Linked DNA regions of Sus scrofa: region 1 is linked to region 2. A link is a contact called in public Hi-C data. All regions are on one chromosome and are shown on one strand. The core of a region is the stretch at or near the end of the contact, and the rest is flanking DNA. Distances in the headings are between cores, read along the strand shown. Region 1 holds the start of KCNE1 (potassium voltage-gated channel subfamily E member 1). Region 2 holds the start of ATP5O (ATP synthase, H+ transporting, mitochondrial F1 complex, O subunit).

Region 1 (5,966 bases), core at 1,362-3,861, 540 kb after region 2:
GGTGACAGCAGGATTCCCAGGCTCTGGGAGGGCAGCTAAGTCACATAGAAGGAGAAATCTCACTTTTAGCACATTAAATGAATGTGGGGAGCCCCAGTTTCCTTATCCGAAAATTGGGAATAATGAAATCCCCCTTGACGATACCATATGGTTTGGGGAGGCATGGAACAGGCCCTCACCTTCCCTATCTCTTGCTTTTTGCTGTTGCTCTGTCTGCAAGAGAGGCGGGACCACCATGTTTGCTTGTCAAATTTCGACTGGCCCGCCAACAGCGCACTCCTATGCTAACTTGTGTGTGAAGCCCCATCCAGATGATCCCTTCCCTCTTTTGAGCCCTCACAGTGGCCTGTCTGTACCGCTCATATTCTAAGTTGTGTTGTAGTCATTTGTAGACTTGTCTGTGATTTCATTCCAGGAGCTCAGGATGGTCAGAGATTGTTTTGCTCACCTTGCCCCCACCCCAGCACCCCAGAGTGATTCATAAGGATTTGCTGAATTAAACAGGAATGCAAAGTATTGAATTCAATATAACTACCATGTGAGAGCAAATAATCAGTAAAGTAAAATGATCTCTGGAAAGACCTTGGCGGGTAACCCATTGAAAACCTCTTTCAATGGAGTCTGTTTTTACATAACTTTTAAACCATTTTTATGTATATTTATTTAATTAGCATTATTTATTTTGTATATTAAATTTCATATTATTCCATAATATATTATAGTATTATATGTTTATATTATATTATGTAGATTATATATTTATATCATATCTTTTTATATTATATAATTTTATTTATTATTTATATTATATATAATTTACATTATATAGATTTTATTAGATATTTAGACTATATTGTAATATGTTATATTGTAATTATAATTATAATAATTTATATTATTATAATTTAAATCATATATTATTTATGAGACATAATTTTATAGTATTTATATTTATATATATGTATATCTGCAACCCACCTTATTTATGAGACATATAATTTTATAGTACTTATATTTATATATATGTATATCTGCAACCCACCCTATTTCTTAAAAGGTTTAAGGCCACCAGTAATTGTCAATAATACAGCATAATTTTCATCCCCCCTCCCTGCTCCCCATAAAACTTATCTTGCTCTCCCTTTTTCCAAAGTACTTATCACCTACACCTCGTAGAGTTTTCTTATTTATTATATTCATTGTCTATTGTTTGTCTTCCCTTTAAAGGCAGGGATCTTTGCCTGTATTGTTCCCATGTAGCCCAAAGACAAGAACAGGGTCTGGCAGAGGGCAGCTGCACAGTAAATATTCCCAGGACACAGCCATGCCTACAGGAACAGGTGAGTGAGCGAATGTCCCACTCAGGTCCAGGAAAGCCGAGACCAGTCAGAAACTGACTCACCAGCTCTGCCTTCAGACTTGACACCACCGGAGCGCGTCCCTCTGAGGTCTTTATTTTCAGAACAACCTACTTGTTAATGACCTATCAAAAACAAGACACACGTGAGTATTCTGGAAACTGAGAATGCTTTCCTCACACTCCCCTCAGCTCACTCTCATAGGCAGCAGGGTGCAGAGCAGGGCCAACAGAGGGGTTCTGCCCCCCTGGATAGAAACCCATGGGTCCCAGTCATCACATGAATGAAAACAAAGGTGTGATCACAACAAAGTCCCCCACCATCAGGACCATAAGTGACAGCTGTGGTTGTTGACAAGGCTCTTCCTTAATGGGGCTGGAAGCTCCATCTTAACTTAAAAGTGGACTCAAAACAGTCAGTTCACATACAACAGTTTGAAAAATCAGCGTAGGGGTGCTTGGGGGTTGGGGAGGGAAGGTGGCTGTCACTTGTATAGACTCCCACATACACGACTGCTCTTGGGTCAACTTTCTTCTACAAGTGCCACCCTTTCCCGTTACTACAATCAAGATCAGATACCAGGAATGTTCTCCCTGCCCCATGCCTTTTTCCCAGGGAGATGCCAGCACTCAAGAAACTGAGGCCGGGTATGTATGCAAGCATTGCCTGAGCTGGAGGTCTTTGAAAACAAGCAGGGACTGGGACCGTGGACGGCTTTAGTTTTCTTTGGATGCTTTTAGGTATTTTCCCAATTTTCTGCAAGAACGACTGTACTTTAGTAATAATGGGGAAATGCTGTGATTATTTGGTGGCGGGATGACGTTCTAGAAGTGAAGAGGGCAGAGGGAAAGGAGGCGGCGTGAGGCCGAGCCTCTATTCTCCCTCCCACTAAGGGGGTCGCGGTGCCTCCTGCCTGGGGCTGCCCGCTGCGGCCCAGGGGCTGAGATCGGGTCGCTGGAACCCCCTCGGGGTCGCCCGACTAGGGCATCGCGCTCGGTGTGAGGAGCCGGGAGGCAGGAGTCCTCGACTTACCGGGTCCGGGGCGCCGAGACAGCCGGGAGCGCAGCTGGGTCCGCGCAGGCAGAGCGCAGGGCACCGACAGTCGCGCCCCAGGCGGCGCGCTCCGGGGGCAAGGGAGCGGCGGGGCGGGCGGAGCCTCGGGAGCCAGAGGGCGCCCCGCCCCGTCCCGAGCGTCCCGCGGAGCCCAAGGACCCCGGACCACACCAGGCTAGCCCCGAGCTACCCCGATCCTTCCCACGCTGCGTCTCCTGCAAGCGCTTTGGCACGCGGGGTAGGTGCAGAGCCCGCAGAACGTCCGTATGAGAACTGGCAGCCAGCCAGACGTATGTACCTTCCTGAGGGGTTTGGAGGTGGCAGGCAAGAAGCCCCAGTGGCCAAGAGAAGTCCTTCCCAAAGCCCTCCACTCTCAGCCAAGCACTTGCCAAACACCCCTTCAAACAGCTCCAAACAGTAACTTCAAAAATGCTCAAAACCTCAGCAGACTCCTGTTAGCGGCACCCGGAATCCTAGCAGTGGCCATGCATCTATTTGGCAAGCAATTTTTGAACGCCTACGACCCCGGGTCGCCGGCCCTGAGCTGGCGGTGCAGCTGTAGACCAGACAGAAGAGGATCCGGCAGGACACGTATCAGTGGCTGAAGCCACTCGCGCCTTGACACCCCAGCTCCAAGTCTTTGAGGCAGAGGGAGCAGCCTTTCAGGCTGCCAGGGGCAAACGAAGCATTGGCCCCAGGGATCTCCAGGCAAATTTCACAGCAGCTGCTCACCAGCTTGGGACAGGGAGCTGGGGATGAGCAATTCCTAGAGTCCTGTAAAAGCGCGGGGGGAACACGGTCCTGCAGAACAAGGTCTGCAGGGAGGGAGGAGAGAAACTGGATTCCTGACGGAGAGATACAAGACATTTTCTTGGGCTCCCATAGGCTTTCTCTGCCAGTCACCCCTCTTGGGCCTCAGCCTGGGGGTTGGGTCCCTTGGGGAGGAGGACACTGAAGGCTCTGGGACGCGGTCCACCGAGTGTGGCATTTAAGATGCAGTGCAGCTGGCACAGGCAGAGTTGTCAGTTCCCTGCACCCCCGGGCTAGTCTAAATCCACACAACCACTTTTTAAAGTCCTAAAATGTCTATGATTTTGTCCTGATATGTCCTTGTTCTATGTGAAATCTATTCTGCAGAGGGGATGGGAACTGTAGGAAAGCTTTAGGCATACACATTCTCTTTGTGGAGTTCCCATTGTGGCTCAGCAGTAACGAAGCCAACGAGTATCCATGAGGCTGCGGGTTTGATCCCTGGCCTCACAGTGGGTTAAGGATCCTGTATGGCCGTGAGCTACCGTGTAGGTCGCAGATCTGGCTCAGATCCAGCTTTGCGGTGGCTGTGGTGTAGCCTGGCTGAAGCTCCGATTGGACTCCTAGCCTGGAAACGTCCATATGCCGCAGGTGGTGCAGCCATAATAAGAAAAAGAAAGAAAGAAATGCTCTTTGTAGATTTACTTACAATAACTAAACTCTAAACGTCTCAAAATAGAAAAGTAGTTTCGTTATGTTAAGTATGAAGAAGATTATTCTACATACTGGAATATTTTTATGCCATCAGTAAGATAATGTTTATAAATAGATGGTATCAACATGGGGGATCCCTGCATTATAATGTTAAGGGAAAATGCAAAGCGCTAAATAAATTGTGCACCCAGGATGCTATGCATTATTTCACAAGACTGTAAGAAAACACATCACGATGTTAACACTGTCTGCTGGTGATGGGCTTAAGTGGGATTTATTTTCTTATTTACACCATTCTATGTTTTCTTTTCCTTTTTTTTTTTTTTTTGCAACCACTATATTCTTTAATATTTAGAAAAAAAATACAACTTATCTGAAAGTTTCCTGGATTATGTAAGGTCATGCATATGTATGCAGTATCTTTTTTTTCTTTTTAAACTGCACCTGTGGCATATGGAAGTGCCCAGGCTGGGGATCGAATCAGAGAGCTGCGGCTGCCACTGGCTTACACCACAGCCACAGCAACGCCAGATCCAAGCCGAATATCTGACCTATGCCACCGCTTGCTTGCACCAATGCCAGATCCTTAACCCACTGAGAGAGGCTGGGGATCGAACCTGTGTCCTCATGGATAGTAGTTGGGTTCTTAACCTGCTGAGCCACGATGAGAACTCCCTGTATGCATTATCTTTTTGCTCACCTTTCCGCAAAGGACTCCACCAGGAAGGGAAAAAATGGATCATTGAAGCAAAAATGTTTGCCCCATCGAGTTTACATGCCACCTTTTTAGTAATAAGCCATGGGCCAGGTAATCGGACATGGATGGAGCGCCCCAGATCGGCTGCAGAGACCACTGACTTCCCATCAGAGGTGGAGCCATGCCTGCCCAGTTGTCACCCAGTTACTGTGCAGACTGTGGGTTTGGAAGTGTTTTCAGAAAGATAAAGCCTTCTGTGAGTGGACGTGCTCTTATTTCTCTTCCCAGGTCTCTCCGTCCCACCCGTGATGAATTATTTTACGATGCTGATACTCTTTTGTTGTCATTTCCCATTTGTAATGGGAAAGCGCGATTATGGATGAGAATGAGAGTATTTTGTTGCCTTTGGTGCCCTTGAAATGGCTTCTTTTCTCTTCCTCTCCTTCTCCTTTTATTCTTTCATTTGCATCTCTTCCCATGATACCAGTGTGATTTGGTCTTAATCATACCAGCAGAGCCACAGAGTCCTGAGCCATTCCTCTTTTTTCTCTCTGGCTTCTCCATCTTCTCCATTCTTTTTGGTCCCCCTCACTGGGGCTGTCCCTTGGGAGAGGGCACTTCTGGGACCTCCCACCCCAATGCAGTGACATCCAAAGCCAGAGCTGCAGACACTTTTCCTTCTTTCTTAGGAGAACCTCCAGTCTTAACTCATGGCTTGGAGTTCCTGCTGATGTTCCTAACGCTTGTCACACGCTGGCCTTGTCCCCAGGGAGGACCAGTGTAATCCACCCAGGATGCATGTATGGAGCCCAGGGTCCTGCAGACAGCTCTTTGCTATTCCCACTGGCTGCTATGCCATTGGCATCCAGATGCCTCTGCCTTAGTCTGGGGGCATTCCCTGCCCTTCCTTCTTGCTTCTGGACCTGAACTCCTTGGCTTCTACTATGCCAATGGGCAACTCCATATCTCAGTGAGAAATGCCTAGAAGGTCAGTAGCATTTCTTGAGCAGCCCCAGAACATAACCTGGGTGCTGGCTAGGCTAAAATGACAATACTTTCTCCCGTGAGAAGGCCAAGGAGGAGGAAGTCCTCATCCTGCCCCAGGGGATGGCGAGGTGCAGAATGATGGAGGAGAGCCTGGCCTTGCCGCCTGGGGCCTGGTCCCTGCTGTGCTGCCCCAGCCCTGTCGCCATCCCACGCAGGCAGCTGGACCTGTCTGTGTCTTCTCTCCTGGCCATTGGTGCTCTCATTTTTCAGGGGCCTATTTTCTTTCTCTTCCTTCCTTCCTCCTTCTTGGTCTTTTTAGGGGCTGCAGCTGCAGCATATGGAAGTTCCCAGGCTAGGGATCAAAGCAGAACTACTGTTGTTGGCCTATACCACAGCCTCAGCAACAC
Region 2 (5,589 bases), core at 1,797-4,296:
TTTTTTTCTTTGTTTGCAACTCTTTCTCTCTTAGAACACACCTCATTAGGGATACAGAGTCAAATATCTAAGGAAAAAATAGACAATGAGAACTTAATAAGTGAGGAACAGGAAAGCTACTTACTGCTACTCTCAACAATTCTTTTTCCACTTGTTCCAGTTTATTCTGTTTAGATGCAGCAGAATAAAGAGCAGTGGCATAGCGACCTTCGATACCGTATATCTGAACAGGTGGCTTTACAAAACAGGGTGGAGTGGGGGAGGAAAAGAAAAGAAAAATCAGTTAAGACTATATTATACTGTCGATAGCAGAATGAAATACTTACAATTTAAAAATACACTTTTATACCACAAAACAGTTTAAATATGTCATCAAAGAGGTACCTTGCATGACAATTCTCAAACAAATCAGGGATGTTTTTTGGCTGGGCTACTCAATCTGTGAGCTTCCAAATCCTCATCTTAAAACCAGGGCTTAGGAAACATGGCATGTCAAGGCCCTTCCCACTCTACCTATAATTTCATTACATTAATTTTGAGATGAGCTTAGAATTCCTTGGAACGCAATAATGATTCAGTTCCAATTTGGGGAGGTTTTAAACACTGATAAAAGGCAGTTCTGAATACGTGAGAACTAGGAAAACGGTGTTTATGAAACATGCAAGCACACCTTTATACATTTCCTAGCAAGACTATCAATTCCCTCACTGAGCTTCCCCATCCAGGTTCAGTTTAATGGAGCCCAAGAGCAATTTACTCTGTGCCTAATGCTAAAATTAATTTTTACAGTGAATTGTAGGCTTTTTATTTTTTGTATTTTTGGTTTTTTAGGCTGCACTCACAGCATATAGTGGTTCCACGCTAGGGGTCAAATTGGAGCTATAGCTGCTGGCCTATGCCACAGTCAAGCAACGTGGGATCCAAGTCACATCTGTGACCTACACCATCGCTCACAGCAACACTGGATCCCCGACCCACTGAGTGAGGCCAGGGATCACACCCGCATCCTCATGGATACTAGTCAAATTCGTTTCTGCTGCGCCCCAACAGGAAACTCCTGAATTTAAAACCACACTACCATCAAGTATGACTACATATGCTGAGTGGTACTGTAGTACGATTATAGTGGAAAAGCTTAGGCTCTGAGAGAGATTTCGTTTCGGTCCAGCTCTAAGACTAAGCTGAATAACTTTGGGAAAGTCTTCCCAAACGCTGTTTCTTCTTTGGCAAAGATGGGAAAACTAGCTACTTCCCACCACTGTTATGGGGTTTTAAGAAATTCCCATAATTAAAAGTTATGTGTGGGCCTGTCGCACAGTAGGCCTTCAACATTACATTGTTCCCTAGCCCCTCATGTTTTGGGAACCACAACACATGTGTTTTGTTCCCTAACACATCATGTTTTGGGAACCGCAAATCATGCAGAAAGGTTCAAGTCGGAATGATACAGAATCCATGCCCTACGTGTATTGGTGTCTGACTCACACACATTCATCTGCTTTATAATCACAAAATAAGGTGACATACCCTCACAAGCTTGGCAAATGGCCTGACCACAGATGTACTGAAGCATCGCACCTTAGCAACGAAAAGAGAAAGGAGATCAAATGAGATTACTTCAAGGATTTTTGCACTTAAACCAAAGTAAAAAACAGTAAGTATGACATTTAAATGATTCGTTTCTTTCTTTTTAGGGCTGCACCTGCAGCATATGGAAGTTCCCAGGCTAGGGGTCAAACTGGAGCTATAGCTGCTGGCCTACACCACAGCCACAGCAACACCAGATCTGAGCTGGGTCTGCCATCTACACCACAGCTCACGGCAACGTCAGATCCCCGACCCACTGAGTGAGGCCAGGGATGCAGCCTGCATCCTCATGGATACTAGCCAGATTCGCTTCTGCTGCACCACAACGGCAACTCCTAAATGATTCGTTTCTTGTGTTTCTTTGTATCATCACAGATTACACGAGGGTGGGCTGTTCTTTTTTGCCTAGGAGTAAATTTCCCCACTGAGAATCATCCCAGCAGCTTGGGAAACTGCAGGCCCACTCACTTCCTAGTTTACTAAAACAGGCTGAGGCTAGCACACCAGTATCAGAGAGAAGAAACCAAATTTAATGAAACACGCTGTTCCAAAAAATTTAATGCGACTTTTGGCATTTATATTACTACCCTTGGGCGTGGTTTTAATAAAAAGTGGGAGGATTCCAGGAATGATTTGCAAGAGATGTACCTTCTTAGACTCGAACTGCTATCTGAAAATAAAGATGAATTCTTTGGGTTACCCAGCAGTCTGTTGTGAGAACAGATCCCAGTATCTTGCAGATACTACCTTGAGATTGTTGAGACAGTATCACCTTGTCTATCAAGAGTTGGAATTCGTAATTTAAAAAGCACCTGCAAGGGCACAGGTCACCTTCAAGTAATCCCGGCTCTGGAATGTACTCGAAAGGTTGTGAGGATTAACAGACCGTAACACTTAGGAAACCTTACGGAAGCTATACGTAAGGAATCATGCAGTATGAAGAGCACGAATTTTCTTTCAAACTCTATCTTCTGTGGGTTCGAATCTCAGCTCTACCCCTTATTCGCTCAGCAGCCAAGGACGAGTCATTTAAACCTTTCGGTCTCATTTTCTTTATAAAAAGGTGGAATGTGTTTCACAAATATTCCTTAGCATTACTGGTGACCTCTACGACAAAGATGGAGCCCCCTTCTCCTGTGCCCCTCAAAGCAGCTACTTTCTAGGGGTGTGCTCTGAGGACACCAAATGCAGACATGCGCAGCCCCGCGCCCACCGCCCTGCGCGCATCCCGGGGGGAAGCCGGGCCGTCCGGCTGCCTGCTCTCGCCCCCGCTCTCCTGGCCCCACGACCTTGAACGGCAGCCACGCTCCCCCAACTGTGGCCTCAAACCGTAGCGCTTAGAGGCCTGGTATGGGTCACCCCAGGAGGGTTCCTTCCGCTGGCTTTCAACACCGCCATTCTCTCTCACCTGCCGGGAAAGCCCGGACACTGCTTGGGAGGCCATCTTCTCCTGGGAGGCTGTAGGTCAAACCCTACTTGGCGAGAGAGAACGAGAGCGCATGCGTGCGTCAGCGTAGTCGCTCGGCTGCTGGGAAATGTAGGCCTAGGTCGTCAAATCTCATGCGCAGGAATCTTCCTCAGGCTGGGAGCTGTAGTCCTTAGGAGCGGGTGGTCAGGGCGGAACCTACAGGGCTGGGGGTGGGCTAGTGGTTTGGGTCAGCCCCTGGAAATGAAGTGTATACGTTACTAACTGGCCTTTACTGTAGGATGGATGTATTGCCACTAGTTTTAAATTTCCATTGGGATAAGTACGGTGACATTTATTCCATGTCACCTTCGTCGCTAGCATCATTAGCGTGTTTACCTTTCTTACCCAAAGGGTATATCGAGCGTAGATCCGCGCACTGTGTATACCCCCACCCCCACCCCGCAAACCCGGGCCTTATAGCTCTAGCAGGGGACATTTTGTGACCAGTACCTCTGTCCCACCTTCGCCCCATCTCACTTGAGTACAGCATTGACCTCTTGGTTTGTGCAGGCATGTGAGGGTCTGCTGTTTAAATACTTCCTTCTGGTAGAGCAGAGTGATTATCTGAGAATCAGACCTAAAAATAGAACTGGGGTTTGAGCAAGTGTGACATTGAAACTGAGAACCCCAAACTAGCTCTGGTTAGTTTCTCTGCATTTATATTATTATTATTACTTTTTGGTATTTTTAGGGCCGCACCCCCTGCATATTGGAGGTTATGGAGGTTCCCAGGCTAGGGGTCTGATGGGAGCTGTAGCCGCTGGTCTAGCCACAGCCACGCCATATCTGTCAGATCTCAGCAGCGTCCACAATCTACGCCACAGTTTAGGGCAACGCTGGATTCTTAACTCACTGAGCGAAGCCAGGCATCAAACCTGCATCTTCATGAATATTAGTCAGATTGGTTTCCCCTGAGCCACAGGGGGCGGGGGCGGGGGCGGGGGGGGGCGACTCCTCTCTGCATTTATAAAAACAACCTCTTTACACCCCATTTCCCCCTAAACAGAACTTACTCTAATTTTCTCTTCTATAGGGTTGGAATTCCCTAGTTGCAGTAATGGAGTTCTATAGTCAATTAAAAAGTGTTTTTCTACTCAGATCTATTCTTTTCTACAGGAAAACAGATGAAGTCATTAATTTACTTTTTGACTGCAGTTTTCTTTTTTCTTGCCTTTTTTTAATGCTCACCTGCAGCATATAGAAGTTCCCAGGCTAGGGGTTGAATGGGAGCTGTAGCTGCTGGCCTACACCGCAGCCACAGCAAAGCCGAGTCTGCGACCTACAGCACAGCCCACGGTAGTGGTGGATCCTGACGCACTGTGCAGGGCCAGGAATCCAACTGAGTCCTCATGGATACTAGTGGGGTTTGTTACCGCTGAGCCACAACGGGAACATTTGAGTGCAGTTTTCTCATCCTTACAAAAAACTTGTTAGAAGGCAGAATCTATTTTTCTGGAATGTTATTGCCCTCTTTTCTACCACCCATAAGCAGCTGTTGTCAATATTTGGTACGTTATCTCCCATTACTTTTTCAGATAGTGGCCTGGTCTACCCAGTCTTGAATCCCAGTCCTTTCATTGACCTTGACACAACTATATAACTTCTCTGCGCTTCAGTTTTCTTATCTGTAAAGTGGTTATTATAATAGCACCTACCTTACAGGGTGTTAGGAAAAATAAACTATACATACGAATGTACATACACACATATGTATTTAGCATTCAGAGCAATTGTCTGACAGACTGGTAGTCACTAATATTCTTTATTTTGTGTTTGTTTTTATTACATAGACAGATTCGCAATCTACATAATTTAGTGTCTTGCCTTTTTCCTTAATACAAGAAAAAAGATACTAAATTATATGTGGATTGTAAATATATGCTTACAATATAATATAAGCATGTTTCCAAGTGAGAAAATGATCATAAACATAATTTTAATGTTGCAGAATAACCCATCAAGTAGATATTCTATAACTTGATCATTCAATGATTTTTGAACAATAAACGGTTGCTTTTTTCCCCGTTTAAAACAATGCTGCATTTCCAGAGCATCTTTAGACACAAACTTTTTTCTTCCCACCTAGGATAACTTCCAAATAGATTTCCAGGGCTGGCAGAACTTGGTGAGAAGGTATGAACACTTTAAAAGTCTTTGATAAATAAGCTCATGCTCTTTTCCTTTTCTTTTTTTTTTTTTTGCTTTTTTAGGGCTGTACCCCTGGCATATGGAAGTTCCCAGGCTAGAGGTTGAACCAGAGCTACAGCTGCTGGCCTATGCCAGAGCCACAGCAATGCAGGATCCAAGCCGTGTCTCTGACCTACACCACAGCTCAGGGCAACGCTGGATCCTTAACTCTCTGAGCGAGGCCAGGGATGGAACCTGCAACACCGTGGTTACTAGTCAGATTCATTTCTGCTGCGCCACAAGGGGAACTCTGCCAATGGCATTATTTTGTTCCTTTTTAGAGGCCGTGCTCTTTTCAAAACTTTTAACCAATTTACACTTTCACTAGCAGCACATAAAACCTTTGT

The links. A called contact is a pair of places that touch in the nucleus more often than the background predicts.
Region 1: a contact with region 2 is called in a Hi-C map of subcutaneous adipose tissue, with 3 times the contacts expected there. The contact joins the promoter of KCNE1 here to the promoter of ATP5O in region 2. A contact is called at or near these places in 1 of 5 promoter capture datasets (fetal skeletal muscle), 2 of 47 Hi-C or Micro-C datasets (heart right ventricle and subcutaneous adipose tissue) and 1 of 2 datasets of contacts at active chromatin or transcription factors (skeletal muscle).

Annotation. Positions count from the first base shown.
Region 1 is chr13:198,056,833-198,062,798 of Sscrofa11.1, forward strand. It overlaps KCNE1 (potassium voltage-gated channel subfamily E member 1), which reads right to left and starts at 2,612. Exons shown (of 3, transcript XM_005657155.3): 1 at 2,391-2,612; 2 at 1,403-1,483.
Region 2 is chr13:197,516,484-197,522,072 of Sscrofa11.1, forward strand. ATP5O (ATP synthase, H+ transporting, mitochondrial F1 complex, O subunit) reads right to left here and starts at 3,047. Exons shown (of 7, transcript NM_001044606.2): 1 at 2,996-3,047; 2 at 1,528-1,578; 3 at 125-235. The coding sequence starts at 3,031.